Regions from separate parts of the Sus scrofa genome. Here region 1 is linked to region 2. A link is a contact called in public Hi-C data. All regions are on one chromosome and are shown on one strand. Each heading gives the region's core, a stretch centred on a gene start, on an enhancer-like site or on the middle of the called end of the contact. The rest is flanking DNA. Distances are from core to core; before and after follow the strand shown.

The links. Hi-C and Micro-C count contacts between places; a contact is called where the count stands out from the background.
Region 1: a contact with region 2 is called in a Hi-C map of brain, with 6 times the contacts expected there. The contact joins the promoter of MTAP here to the promoter of DMRTA1 in region 2. A contact is called at or near these places in 8 of 47 Hi-C or Micro-C datasets (adipocytes, brain, embryonic fibroblasts and 4 more).

What each region holds. Positions count from the first base shown.
Region 1 is chr1:200,931,585-200,936,127 of Sscrofa11.1, forward strand. MTAP (S-methyl-5'-thioadenosine phosphorylase) reads right to left here and starts at 2,805. Exons shown (of 8, transcript XM_003121879.4): 1 at 2,390-2,805. The coding sequence starts at 2,662.
Region 2 is chr1:200,413,470-200,417,981 of Sscrofa11.1, forward strand. It overlaps DMRTA1 (doublesex- and mab-3-related transcription factor A1), which reads right to left and starts at 1,435. Exons shown (of 2, transcript XM_003121880.4): 1 at 1-1,435. The coding sequence starts at 570.

The sequences.
Region 1 (4,543 bases), core at 1,555-4,054, 520 kb after region 2:
GCACTGGGAGGCAGCTTGCTTTATGCACACACTCCATACTCCCTCTCGCTTAAGGATGCATGACCTCTTTTGCAACAGAATAAAATGGCACAGGGACCACATGTTGGATATCAGAAATGACGCACAACATCTAGTTGGTGGAATGCCAGGCTCTAGACCAAGTCTCTCACTGTCTAGGTTCAACTGAATAATCCTGGACTTCTTAGGTCTTATCTGAGACTCGGGTTTATCTCCACAAAGAGAGGTTTATGTGGATATATGGTCCTAAGGAATGTTCCAGCTGTATATTCTATGATCTGGGGATAGGATATGATTTTCATTAACTTATTTTGCTCTGAACACTAGCATCTCATGTTTTCTCTCTAGGATGTTGCCTCAGCAGTCTGGGAGAGATGGTGTTGGAGTCATGGATTTGCAGCAACAAAGTTGTCACCTTTCTAATAACCTCAGAGAAATCAGCAGGCAGGCCTAGCACTATTTGAACCTATTAATTTTATATTCTTGGAGTTCCCTCTTGGCTCAGCGGAAATGAATCTGACTAGTATCCATGAGGATGCAGGTTGGATCCCTGGCCTCGATCAGTGGGTTAAGGATCCCGCATTGCTGAGAGCTATGGTGTAGGTCACAGATGCGGCTTGGATCTGGCATTGCTGTGGCTGTGGCATAAGCCAGAGGCTACAGCTCTGATTCAGCCCATAGCCTGGGAACCTCCGTATGCCCTGGGTGCGGCCCTAAAAAGACAAAAAAAAAAAAGTTATATTCAGCAGCTTGCCAAGAATAAAATACACACAATTCAGTATTTACATCTGGGCTCTAATCACAGTTCCCATTCTGCACTTAAATGCACTGCACTAATTTTACAAGAGAAACTGTGTGGCAGGCAGAAAGCCAAACCAAATTAAAGTGACACTTTTAAATACCACTCCTCTCTATTTTTAATGTAACTTTAAGTGTATTCCTGGAAGAGAAAGGTAATAGTTTCCTGCTTGCCCACTGAAAGCTGTGGCCTACCATAATAATTTAATTGCTGGAGAGAAGATATTCAAGATTAATCTCAGCTCCCCCACCTATAACACTACCATTTAATGTTTCATCCATGCCCTAGACAGACAATAGGATTCTAATGTCCCAGCAAACTCTGCAGTAAATTTCCGATTTTATAGACAGGCACCTAAAGAACTCACTTTTGCAAAAGAGCCTCATAAAAATTCTGCTTTTTTCTCCATGACTGATAAGCATTCTACAAATATTTGTCTAATGCAAGATTATTTGCAAAATGGCAAAAGGAATTTAGTATCTAAGTGTGACTGCAGTTCTCCTCATCCCACCCCCTCCCATAAGTGTCTCACCAGGAGCCTACTAATCACCACTGGCTGACCACACCCTGACCACAGATTTCCTTCTCTAGGGAGACCTGAATACAGATGCGGCAGAATCAAGAGAAGTATGTGAAGGCGATGGACCTTCCTAGCCCATCGGCCAAGAATTTCTAAAGCCAAACAAGTTAACTGAGTACTTAACCAATGATAAACAGCCAAGAAGAGACCTTAAGTTTTATTATCAATTTATGTTTGTGTACTGTAATTCTCTCTCTTCCCAAGGCACCAACCTGGAAGAAGTGTTTAAAAGCCCCAGGAAAACTCGCTGCAATCTTCGGAACTCGCGCCCTCCGCCGGCAAAGCTCCCTCCACACAATGATCCCTTACACGGAGATCTCAGAGCCGAGGCACAAGGAAACTGATCTCTAACTTTCAAGGTTGCCAACAAAGCAATTCAAAGCCAGGGCCCTCCCAACAGGGAGTGGCCCAGTACCAGTACTTCCGTACTCTCTTTTCAGTATCGTAAAAAAGTATCAGAGTCCCCATAGCATTGCACAGCGGGGTGGGAGGTGGAAGTCGTGGGGACTTCTGAACTGAGGTCTACGTTTAGAAGAAGAAGGGAAAAAAAAAAAAAAAAAAAAAAAGCCGGAAGCTTACAAAAGAGCAAGCACGCAGCTCTCCCACGTGGGCTTCGGGCAAAGGGCCAGGTTAGAGCGGAAGTGTTGAGCCTGGGCAGGGCACCAGGAAGTCCCGGCAGTTGCAGGCACTCACCCACCTGGCACACCCGCAAGCCTTAGGCAGACAAATCTGCCCGAAAAGGAGTGGTGTTTGGGCGGGGATGGACGCAGTGCCCGCCTGCTGCCCCTCTTGGAAGGGGCTGCCCACGCCCTGCGCGCTGTGGGTGCAGAGATCAAAGGTTGGGGGACGCCTTTGCAATTATTTCCTCTCCCCGGCTCCCCGCCCCTGGGTTAACGGGCCCCAGAACCTCCCCGCCGCGGCGGGGGCGCACGGTTTACAGGCACGGTTACCCAGGATGGGAGGACTCCAGCCCCTGGGCCGGCTAATCTCACCTTCACGGCTGCAGCAGCGGCACTTAAGGCCATGTCTGTGCGAGGAAGAAGCAGTAGCCTTGCGGGGATTGCAGGAGCGGAGCGGGTTCCGGAGCTCAGCGCGGGACTGAGCAGCGAGGGCCCGGGGGCGGCTCTGGCTCCTCCTCTTCCTTCCCGGGACAGCTGGATTGGCTGCTGATGTGGGCTCTCCCCCGCCACCCCCCTCCTCATTTGGAGATTCCCGCGTCCAGCCCCTTTTGCAGACCTTTCCGGTTTTCCGTTGTTTTTTTCCATCCCCAATTTTAACTAATAGGCTCATGATAGTGATAATAATGGAGACCTCTTACTGAGCGCTCATGCTGTCCAGACACTGCGCTTTGCACTTTAATCAGCGCCGTTAACTTTCACAAGAACCCTACAAGTAGCACTCCCGGCTCCGTGTAGTATCAGCTGCCTGCTAATCTCTATAAAACCAGGCCCATCTGCATTCCACGAGTTCTGCAGGAAAGAAAAACCGTGGAGGGGAGGGAACAGGCTGTTTCTGAATATCACCTCCAGTTGCTAACGCGGGGCAGGGTGCAGTTGGCTCTTACCACCGGGACCCAAGTGGGTGTTTGCTCCTTTCCCTTAATTTGTAGGGGATAGAGCAGGGGTGGGCTTGACCCAAGACTTAGGGATGACGAAAAGAAACAGAGTCAGTGCTACTTACTGGGTAACCTTTTCGACCTACAAACTCTTTGAGGGGAGGCTTTTAAGGGGATGAAACCTTCCAAACTCCCAACCTGGTCCACAGCACCAGGGCTATACTTAACCTTCCCCACCCTGGGCAAAGTCCAGTATACCTACGTTCAGAATCCAGACTCAGGTCTTCATCACTGATCACTGGGTGGTCAACCCCCGCCCCAGGACCCACACACCTTACACTGACCCTCCACTGGCGTAATCCCTTACTCTCAGAACTCCCTGGATGGATTAAATTCTACTAAGCAAAATGCTGAGTGACAGTAGTGTACTGAGATACGGAAATATTGCAAATTACTCTGGGAATGGGAAGGTGGCTGTGAAGGAATGGACTTTCCTCTTTCCCTGGAGCAGCAAAACACTGAAACAAGACACAAGTATGTTTTCATTTAAAACATCACTGTTTGGGTGCGGCACGATGTACTGTTTCCTTAAGCAAAGACTTTGATTATTCTAGATTTAAATTTTCTTGCAACGTAAAGTTTTTTTTTTCTATTTCTTTTAAGCTATAAAATGAAATGGAGAAGAATTAAAGAAGAAGATTGGAAAGAGCAGGAGGCTGGGGATTCTTCATGAATGTAGTTTCTGAGAAACCTGACTGCTGATGGCCTTATTTTTGAGAGCCCACCACCGGGGGGTGAGGGGGGGAAACAATAGCAGGGACACAGATGCCTTGGGTGTTATGGCTGCTTCACAATTAGAGGATCTTGACCAAGTTATGTGCTTTGATGTGACCAGCAAGTCCAGTTTCTACTCAATACCACTTCCCTGCCAAAAGTTAGACTCTGTAAATTAGCTAAATCTTTAAGCATTAGAAGATCCTTTAGACAGGAAAGGGGTTGGAAACATACAAGGGTTAAAAACAAAATTCAACTGAGTAAATGTGAATGTCTGATAGGCTTTATTAGGCACGTCCTGAATCTAGTTGCTAGCATACCAGCTAGCAACCAGAAGGGCTCTGGAAGGGTTTTACACAGGAAGTGTTTTTTCATAGGATAGGGCAAGGGAGCTATTAGCAAAAAGAAAAGAAATGTTTGTGTTCAGGCAGGGATAATATCTTTTTGGAGGGAAGGAGGGAGCAAGGATTTTATCATGCAGATTTCATTTTCTTCCTCTGTAGTGGGGAGAAGAGAAGGGAGGGTGGATAAGGAGCACTTATATGACAGATCACCTCTCTGGTGTTAATCGGAAAATTTCAAACTGACTATCTGGGGGACGGTATTAGGTATTAAATCTGCGTTTAGTATCATGGGCTTTAGCACAGTGATGTTCTTTTGGGGCCTGTGATTTTCTTTTTAACGGCAAAACTGGACTTCGGGAATTTTCTATTATAAGTTGCAGGTCAGGGCTCAAGCATCTGCTCTTGAACATGTGATGTGTGTGAAGGGAACATTGTCTCAAGTCTGGTTTGGTTTTTTGTCTTTCAGGGCCACA
Region 2 (4,512 bases), core at 185-2,684:
ACTCAGTCCCAGGGCAGTCACCACCGCAGAGCTGCTCGCAGTTTGGAGATTCTCCGTTCTCCTGCTGCCTCCAGATGTCTGACCCCCGGGCCCCGAGGGTCCAGAGTACAGAAGCCTTTGGAGTCCCTGGGCCTCACTCTCCTCCTGGGCCTGCTGCCTGCGCAGCGCCACCTGTGCAGCCATGACTCGCTGGCGCTCAGCGATCAGGGTGCACTTAGCACACGCGCAGTCCCGCCAGCGGCAGAAACGCTTGTGCCCCTTGAGGGCCGACACGACACCGTGGTTGCGACAACGCGCACACTTGGGTGTGCGTGGGTAGCTGCAGGCCACGGCGCCCACCCCCCTTTCCAGTCCAGCAGCTTGTGGGCAGCCTCCACTTCCCGAGGTGGCGGCTGTTGCTGCCCGCAGAAAGAGGCTGGGTGGCCGCAAGAAAGTTGGAGGAAGGGGTATCCCCGGGGGAACTGGTAACATCGGAGACTGTGGATGAGGTGCCGCTGCCACCAGCCCCGGGGCCAGGCTGGGTCGGCCGCTGCTGCTGAGGTCTCTGCTGCCACACTGTGACTGCTCCATTTCTAAGAAAAGTCTGGCGAGGGGTCGCAACAGAAGAGTGCGTATCCACAGCTAACTCTGCCGGAATGCGGGGCCAGCGAGAACGGGCCTTGGTCCCGCTTCCTCCCACCTACACACCAAGAGACTACAATGCCCGCGGTGAGTTTCGGACAACCGCTTACAGAGCTAGAGACTTTCAGAGGCGCAGATATCCACTGAGGCTCTTAGAGTCCCGGGGCACTAAGTTAATGCCCCCATATTCCGAGGGCCTTCGGAGCAGGTGAAAGCGAGACTGCAGAGACTACCCCGACAACCGGATCTACTGGCCCGGGGCTGAAGCCTGGGGAGGGCGGGCCAAGGGCGGAGAGTGAGGACCAGACCATCTGGAAGGAGGGGCAGTGGGAGTTACAATAAACTGTCTGGATGGGCTGTAAATACACACACACACACACACACACACACACACACACACACGAAAAATGCCCTTTTCTCCCACTGGCTTCCCCATGAATTCCTCAATTATATTTTTGGTAAGATAATCTTCACTCCCTCCCCCAAGTCTCTTACTGTTCTTCTTAAACTAAGAAACATTTGAAATCCCCCTTTCCTGATTCCTTGCTTCTCCTAGGAAAGTAGGAAGATTTGGAGTTCTTTTCTTTCCTTTACCCGCATGAAGTCTTTAGGATGGTGCATATTAGTGAGAAAGCATAGTTTAACTACCTAAAAATGTTACCCACCTGAAATCTGCCTTATTTTAAATGGGTATTAGGGCTGTGTCAAAACAGTGGATAAATAATTATGGGAACTGATTCACGTTCAGAATCTTCTCACTCGACCTGTTTATTACAGATGCAAATTTGGATTCTATATATCACTATAGTTTGAAACATTATTGCCCAAAAAAGGCTTTATGAATTTATCTGTAATTATTTATAGGTAGCAATTTATTAAAAACTGTTTCAAAAATACTTCATGTTTGTATTGTAAAGTATTGGGGAGGGCTGTCTAGACCATTCTTAAAACATACTACATTAAATGTACTCCTGAAATATACATTCCTTTAATTGTAGGAAAAGATTATACTCTTAAAAGACCACTCGAGGCAGAAAATACCCGAGTGTTTGTTCTTAACGGAAAGGAGAGTCAGGCCTCTATCAGTTTTTCGAGATAATATTCAACTGTCTCGACAGGCCTAATCCAACATTCTAGTTCTAGGATGGCAAGCAATGATGACATTTTTACCATTCCACCTACTGATGTCCAAGACAGACACTGCTAATCAATCTAGGCTTTTTCCTGCCTGCTCACTTCACATCATCACATCCTTGCATACTGATATTGTGACATTCTATAATAGATGTTTCTCATCCTTCCTAAGCATTGGAACTACCTAGAGAACTTTTAAAAGTTAAATACTTCAAACCAAGTATTCAGATTCTTTTGGCTCTGAGTTCTTTTAAACTCTCAAGGTGAAGATTACATATATCCAAGATTTAGTACTGCCACTCTAGGAATTCCTTACCTCTGCAGATTCTCTAGTACCCAAACTTTCTCACATCATTATATCTTTGCTCAAGACATTCTTACCTAAAATCTAGTTATTCTCTAACTGTGGAACTCATATCCAATGTATAATAAATTAGTTTTCAGCGCTATATTGATCATTAGAATACAGTTAATTACCTAGTGAGAAAACAAATTCTTTTTCTTTTATTTTTAAAGACGTAGTTACATAAAGGAGAAGTATGTATGACATTATAATTTGTTAAGCCTTAATAATTATTCTTTAAAAAAAATAAAGCCCCAGCAAGTAAAAGTGTTTACATGGAATTTAACACTATTTTTCTGTTTTTATTTGATTTTCAAAGTGACCTTGCAATTATGGCAACTGATATTGGCTTTCATCCAAAAAAGTGAAAATAATTCTTTATTATAATTAAATTATATCCTGATTTACAATGTTGTACCAACTTCTGCTGTACAGCAAAGTGACTCAGCCATATATATATATATATATATATATATATATACACACACACACAAACGTATATATTCATATATACATACACACACACACACACACACACACACACACACACACACTCCCCGGTCTTATATTATCTTTCATCATGGTCTGTCCCAAGAGACTAGAATATAGTTCCCTGTGCTATAGAGTATGACCTCACTGCTTATCCATTCTAAGTGTAACAGTAAAATAATTATTAAAGTAACTATTTATCTAAAATGTGTGTCTATGGAAATTAAAAATGATAAAATATGCGAAAGACTGAAAACAAACTTTGCTGATAAAAATTTAAAATGAGAAAAATAAACTGAGCGATATAACATTTCCATGTGTGAGAAGACTCAACACTGTTAAGAAGACAGTTCTTCTATATTGATTTATAGATCTATCCAACCTCAATCAAAATTACAGCCAGTTTTGTTTGGTATTGTCAAATCCTCCATAAAATTCATTTGAAAATTCAAAGAAAGAAACTGGAATAACCAAAACATCTTTAAAAAATGATAAAGTTGCTGAGCTAAAAATATTTTAAGAATTATTATGAAGTTATAATAATCAAACTGTGCATTATTGGTAAAAAGATAGAAAAATCAACCAACATGACAGAATAAACAGTTTAGATATAGATTGACCCATAAAGAGACAACAAATTCTAGACAAAGGGGCAGAGACAATTCAGTGGAGAAAGGATAATTTTTTCCCAAGAAATTTTGCTGGAACAATTGAAAATATGTATGAAAAAAAAAACTTTGACCCATATTTCATGCAACTTACAAAAACTGACTCAAAATGGATCACAGACCTAAATAGAAGTCATAAAATCATACAGCACCAGAAAACACCTTGCAACTGTGAGTTATGCAAAGACTTCTTAGTACAAAGTATGATCCATAAAAAGAGCAAGTTGATAAATTGTACTTCATCAAAATTAAATACTTTTCTTCTTCAAAAGACACTATCAAGAGTCTGAAAAAAACAGTTGTAATGTGTATATCTGACAAAAGATGTATCACAATATATAAAGAAATTTCAAAATTCATTAAGAACAAAATAAATATTTTAAATGATTTGATCAAACTAACATGTCACCAGGGAAGATACACGGATGACAAGCAGGCACAACAAAAAATGCTAAACATCATTAATCACCAGGAAAATCAAACTTACCATGAAATACCACTATACATCTATTAAAATGGCTAAAATTTGAAAGGTTGACCATATCAAGTATCTGCAAGAATGTGGAGTAGCTAAGACTTTCAAACACAGCTGGAATGTAAAAACGGTATAATAACTATGCAAAGCAACTGAGAATTTCTTTAAAAACTATACATGCGCCTGTCATACATTCCAGACATTCCCTTCTACTCCTAGGTATCAACCAATGGGAAATTAAGCAAATGTCCACCAAAGACACAAAATCTCATAGTAGCTTTATTCATATATCAGCTGGAAAAACCCTAATGTCCATCAACAGTTGGTTAATCATCTATAATAGACTAATACTTGTCAACAAACAAAAGTACACTGATATATGCTATGACATGAATGAATCTAAAAAATAATTACTCTGAGAGAAACAAGACAAAAATGAGTATATTCTATATGCTGTAATTTATATAAGATCCTAGAAATCTATGGTGACAGGAAGGACATCAGCAGTTCCTAGGAACAGGTTGTAGAAGGACAGTGAAAGATGGTCAAGAGGAATTACAAAGGATCAAAGAAAATATGTTGGAGATGATGAATATGTTAGTTATTTTCCTGTGGTAATGATTTTACTTGTGTATACATATGTCAAACCCTACCAATTGTTATATTAAATGTGTGCAGTGCAGTTTATTATATACCAATTACACTTTCATAAGGCTGTTATTAAAAATAAACACTCCTTGTTACCTCTGGAAGAAGGAGGCATAGAATAACAGGAAAGCATT